2 separate regions of the Mus musculus genome follow, and region 2 is linked to region 1. The links are chromatin contacts, called in public HiChIP or PLAC-seq maps. All regions are on one chromosome and are shown on one strand. The core of a region is the stretch at or near the end of the contact, and the rest is flanking DNA. Distances in the headings are between cores, read along the strand shown. Region 1 holds the start of Dapl1 (death associated protein-like 1). Region 2 holds the start of 5330411J11Rik (RIKEN cDNA 5330411J11 gene).

Region 1 (2,868 bases), core at 222-2,721:
ATATCAGGTGAAGACTTAATAGAATTTTTGGCATCTTATTAGTTTTGTTCCATAAATAAAACTTTGCATCATTGAAAACTGGTTCAGACTTTAAATTAAAAAAAAAAAAAAGGTGATGGTGGTTGGGGGAAGACGAGCTGAAGGATGAAACCTCTTTGTTCTCTGGAGCTCAGTGGGAGAGCAAGCCTGCCTTCATCTCCATCCCAATTATCCCAAAGCCCTTATCTGCAGTGTCACAGTTCATAACAATTCATTGTCATGCCAGAGGCACTGTGACATGCTTGATAGAGTCATGGTGCGCTCTGTACACAGAGCAATTAGCAATCATTAGTGACAGGGACAGGAAGTTCCCCGGTGGTATCATTCAAACTCTCATTTAAGTTTAACTTTGTGCATGAATGTACTGTAGCAAATCGGATTTTTTAGTTGGATGGGAGTGGAGGCAGCAGAAGAGAGTGGTGGCATTTCTTTTTATCCATGCAATATATGAGTTCCTCTTCCAACAACGTGCCCGTTCGCTCCCAGACTCGTTTGCATCAAAACCTTTAAAATTTTAACATTAAAAACTGCTGAATCCAACTACAAGTGTGGAATGTCCGTAGACTGGCAAAGCAGACCGGCCATGGTGTGTAGAACGAGCCGGAAGACTCTGATTCTACTGGGCTGCCTTCTAGAAAGCTCTGGGTCTGTATCAGATCCTTGCCCTTTGCAAAGCCTGTGCCTGTCCTACCTGCCAGCAGCTAAGAGGCCTCCGCCTCCTCTTAGACCTGACAAAGAATTATACAAATAACTGGATTTGTAAATGGAGACAGGCAAGGACAAAGCAGCCAGGCTTTTGAGATGCCAGGGGAGAGGGATAGCAGTTGGAAGAATGTAAAACTGACTAAAAGTAGGCCTGTTCATGCTAGTCAAGCTATGTAAACATAGGCTTAGTTGCAGGAGAACCACTTTCTAGAGTCCACAGAGTTGACGTCAATAGCATGGATTTAAAAAAAAAAAAAAGGAAGGCTCTCTAGTTGTTAGAGCCCCTGCAGACAATGGGTGCTTATTAAAACCTGCTCCTCAGTTTATGGGTTGAGAGCATTGCCCAAGCCCAAAGACTCAAGAAGCAGAAACGGGGTACTGCTGTTCTCTTCATGGAAGTCAGTATGAGGTCAGCTAACCATGGGCATCTTGGAGAAAGGTAGGGCTCCCCAAGGTGGTAACCCCTAGGTGAGGGGTCACAACTAATCTACAACCATGGAGGAGCTCGGGCTGCTGGAAGTTAAAGCAACACTACTTCTGGGAGGATGGATGCCTCTCAGATGGAGTGTGGAAGCCTTTTTCGGTGGGAGCGAGGTCAGGTGGGGGAACCTACCTGCTGGGGCATACCGCCCTTTCAGCGGGGACGGCAGAACTTGTACTTCGTTTGCCATAGTGCCTGTGTGCCAGTGCCTTGCCGATGCTCTGAGGCTGAGTGCCAGTTGTAACTGGCTCATCTCACCTCACTAAGGCTTTATAGCTTCAGGGGGCGGGGCCCCTTGAGGGCATTGCTGAGCAACAACCAGGCTCATCATTAAGCTGCCCTGGAACCTGAGTCTCTTTGGCAAGCCTTCTCTTCTTTCGTTAGCCTGGGAAAGCCAGGTAGATGTTTACAGGACAGAGTGAGGTCTGAGGAGAGTGTAGAGAAGATCCAGTCTGGATGAATTCTTTCTTAACGTCAACGATTCTTCTCTCTGGTAAGAGCAGTGTTCCAGTGTGAGGTCCTTGTCACGTCCAGGGGTGTCACAATGGACAAGACAGAGTCTTTGCTTTAAGACATCTATAGTCTTTCTAAGAGACAATACAAGTGAGCACCTTTCCTTTCTAAGGGCTTCCCAGTGTTGAGCACTCATGCTAAGAAAAGAATTGCAGGTGTGGACAGAGACTTCTGTGCAAGTATAGTAATTATGTATTTCTTTTCTTTCTTATATTGTTTTATTTGTTTTAAAACAGGGCTCTTAAGAACTGAGCCACCTTTCCAGTCCTTTTGACTTCATTTCGAGACAGGGTCCTGTTAAGTTTCTCAAGCCAGCCCCAAACTTAGTCTTTTTGTCTCCACCTCCTCAGAGTTAGAATTATATGTACCTGTCATCACATCTACTATAAATATTCACCAAGCAGAGGCTTAGCTAAATTAAGATGTGATCAAGAGAATGCTGTGTAGTGCATATTCCAAATCATGTTTCAACTAATACTCATTGATGCAGAAATATCGGTGGTAATATAGTGAAATGGTAACCAATAGATGCAACTTTTTGCTAAGAACGTATGAGTTAAAGCATATTGCTGTACCTCCAGGGCCAACATTTAGCAGACAGTACTTGGACAAACTGTTCTTCCATCAAAAACTGCCCTTCGACTAGGCGTGACAGTATATGCCTTTAATCCCAGCACTTGGGAGGCAGAGGCAGGTGGATCTCTGTGAGTTCGAGGCCAGTCTGGCCTATGTAGAGAGACCCTGTCTCAAAAACAAACAAAACAAAACAAACAAACAAAACCCCTAAATGTTAATGATGATGTTAGAGCAATAGGAGCTTTTATACATGGTTATGAGAATACAAAAAAAGTAAAATGTTAGAAGTCAATTCAACATACTTAGCACATATTGTGCAACCAATAATCAAATTGCAGGGAATTCTAAGAGAAATAAAAACTTTTATACACAGAACCCTGTGTACAGATGTCTAGAGTACTTCTCTTCAAGAGTGAAAGAAGTTAAACACAACCCCAGAGCCCATTAAATGCAGAGTAGACAAACAGCTTGTGTTACATGCACACAACAACATACAACTCAGGAGTAGGAATGCTCTGTACAGAGGAACCCCAAAGACACTATGCAATATTAAG
Region 2 (2,868 bases), core at 100-2,599, 98 kb after region 1:
TATGTGCCAGCTAGCTTCCTCGTCAGGAGCTTTACTATGTCAGTCAGAGTCCCTTTAGATTCCTGGTCTGACTCAATGAGCTAGGCTCAGCTGCTTCCTTGGTCTTCTTTAGCTGGGCTTTTTGCTCTTAGTCTGCCTTGTAATGTTTGGTTAGAAAGCTAGACACAAAGCACTAGGTAGAAAAGACATGAACTGTCTAATGAGATAGATGGGCAGGGGGCGGGGAGATAGGAGATATGGTTACTCTTAACCTCTTTCTGAGCCAATGCCTCTGGGCTTGACCTTCCCAAGCGCTTCTCAGTAACCTGCCTCCCCACACACTTTGGTGGGTCAGAACCTAGGGAAAGATCACCCTGTTAGATATCGCCTTTCTCCCTTGGCAGAGCTGGAGTTGACTGTTGGGGTCATCAGAGGTCCAAAGGGCTGTTCGTGATGGATATGGTCTTGCTGTTTCTTTAGGTCTCTGTTTCACGGGCCACGTGACAAACAAGTGGGCGGGGCGGTGGTGGCACACGCCTCTAATCCCAGCACTCGGGAGGCAGAGGCAGGTGGATTTCTGAGTGCGAGGCCAGCCTGGTCTACAGAGTGAGTTCCAGGTCAGCCAGGGCAACCTTGTCTCGAAAAACCAAAACCAAAACCAAAACCAACCAACCAAACAAACAAACAACCCAAGCGACTTGGATTCTTCCTCTGGACAGCTGCCACCAGGGGTTCTGAAGAGAAAACCTCTTGAAAGGGTAGGAAGACTTTGTAGAGCCTGAAGCCACTAGGCTCTTTCCCACCCCCACCCCCACCCCCACCCCCACCCCCAGGAAACTTGCTGCCATTCTGTTTTCCACGGGGGATAGACTTGGGAACAGGCTCCAGTCCCTTGCACACTCTTTCACTGTCGGGGAAGATATTTGCCGTGAGCTTCAAAGCAAGACAATCTCGCAAGAGAAGCAAATGAACAGCCTGTGCCATCTTGGGGGAAACATGCCTAGGGATGTTTTGACATGCTTAATCCTCCTGAGTTGCCGTGGCTCTTTCAACGGTACTTTAATTTGGTTTCCCTAAGAACACAGTCTTGCAGAAAATTTAATTTAGACAAAGATAATCTAGGTGCTAACTCTGAATACACTGTGCTCAGGAACAACATAGAGGCGAGGGGTAAGGCAGAGCTTCATACCCAGGTGGCTTCCTGGCTGGCGTTGTCAAATCTTATAAGTCAAGGTTTCCTTATCCCTAAATTAGGGAGAACATCAGCCACTTCCTTGGGCAAAGGCATATAAATGATGCAAGAAACTGCGGCAAGGCAGAGGATTAATTAAAGCTGCTAGCATCTAGTTTCTTTCCCTCCTATGGGGCTGTTTTTCTAACATGGAGATCCAAAGAGAGACAGGGGGAAAAGGAACAAGGAATTATACGGTGAGACATCCTTTCTCCTTCCCAGGTTCAATTCTTTATTGTCTGACAAGCCACCGCACAAGCTGTGCTGCAAAACCTCTTCTGATCCCTACCAGCCAAGGATTAAGTAGGTCATGTTAGGTATGCCTGGTCCCTGCTCCGTGATGTCCGAGCCACAAACTAGAAGGCTTGGAGGCTAAAGGTGAAGTTAACTGAAGGTTTCTCCATGCACACATTTTGAGCTTTGGGTTGCGATTGCTTGAACGAAGGGTAAGAGGCTTGTGGTCATTTCTCCCTTCCCGTGCTCTCAATGGTCCTTCCCTTGGTCTCTCTGACATGATGACCTCAGACTGTGTGAGCTCCTGCCACCATGCCCCTGTGAACTGAGCAGAAAGCCATTTGTGACCATGTGACTTCTCCTTTTGACAGAGGTCCTACAAGCTCACCCAGGTTCAAGGGATGGAAATACGGTGTTTACCTTTCAGTGGGAGGTCTACGTGAGTTGGTGGCCTTGATCTGAATTACAGCTACCACCGAGGTCATCATGGGGGCCTCATAGCTGTAATCTTAACACAGAGGAGGCAGGAGGGTGGCAAGTTTGAGGCCAGGCTTGGCTATATAACAAGAGCACACCTCAGAATAATGGCCACCAAGAAAAGAAAACATCACCACCAAGAAAACAACAGAATACTGCCTCTAAAAATCCTGCCTCAGGCACCATGGACTCTGGCAGACCCTGATATTCTAGTTTCATTCGAGTACTTTCTGAGGGGAAAGGGACTGTATAGGAGAAACTTGGGAGAGAAGGTCAAACCGTCTGGAATCTAAACTCACCAACAGAGAGCTGGAAGGGTAGGGCTCACCTCTGTTGCTCTTGCTTCCCTGAAGAGATGCTTTGGGGACTTAGGGGTCAGGAATGGACAGAATAGACAGTAGGTTTTGTATTTCAAAACATCCATTGTCACCACTCCTAGCCCAGAGGCCATTCCTTCCTAGGGTGTGGTGGGCTGAAAATTCACACATAACTTCAGAGGGATTTTTGGTTTGTTTGGTTTTGGTATAAGGTTTTCTTTTCTTTGTAACTATTTTGTTGTATTTGTGTAAGGTATTAGGATTTTTATAATTAGTGAGAGATCCTGAAATGAAATCATGTCATACTTGTAGATATTCCAGATCTGGCAATGGGTTTCCATAGGAACAAAAGGTAAAATCAGCAGGGGGGGGGAGGGGCACTTTCCTAGCCTGTGGCAGGAGGTCCTGGGGACCATCCCCCACGCTGTGGAAAGGAGAGAAGCAGGTATTGATTTTCAGTGCCGTAAGCCAAAGAAAACCTAGAGCCACTAAATTTGTTGGAGACAAGAAAGGGGCCTCTCTTAGGCCCTTAACAGGACTGTGGCCTGGTGGCACTGCTGGGTTCTGAGGCTATAAGAGATAGATTTCCACCTCAATTCACCTAGCAGATTATGACTACCCTAGATTCCG

Evidence for each region. HiChIP or PLAC-seq counts read pairs in DNA pulled down with a chosen protein or histone mark.
Region 2: an H3K27ac HiChIP or PLAC-seq map of embryonic stem cells shows a contact between it and region 1, with 5 read pairs. The contact joins the promoter of 5330411J11Rik here to the promoter of Dapl1 in region 1. A contact is called at or near these places in 1 of 115 datasets of contacts at active chromatin or transcription factors (embryonic stem cells) and 1 of 9 other capture datasets (adipose tissue).

Annotation. Positions count from the first base shown.
Region 1 is chr2:59,483,256-59,486,123 of GRCm38.p6, reverse strand. Dapl1 (death associated protein-like 1) reads right to left here and starts at 1,471. Exons shown (of 4, transcript NM_029723.3): 1 at 1,358-1,471. The coding sequence starts at 1,415.
Region 2 is chr2:59,385,163-59,388,030 of GRCm38.p6, reverse strand. It overlaps 5330411J11Rik (RIKEN cDNA 5330411J11 gene), which reads left to right and starts at 1,349. Exons shown (of 3, transcript NR_040510.1): 1 at 1,349-1,407.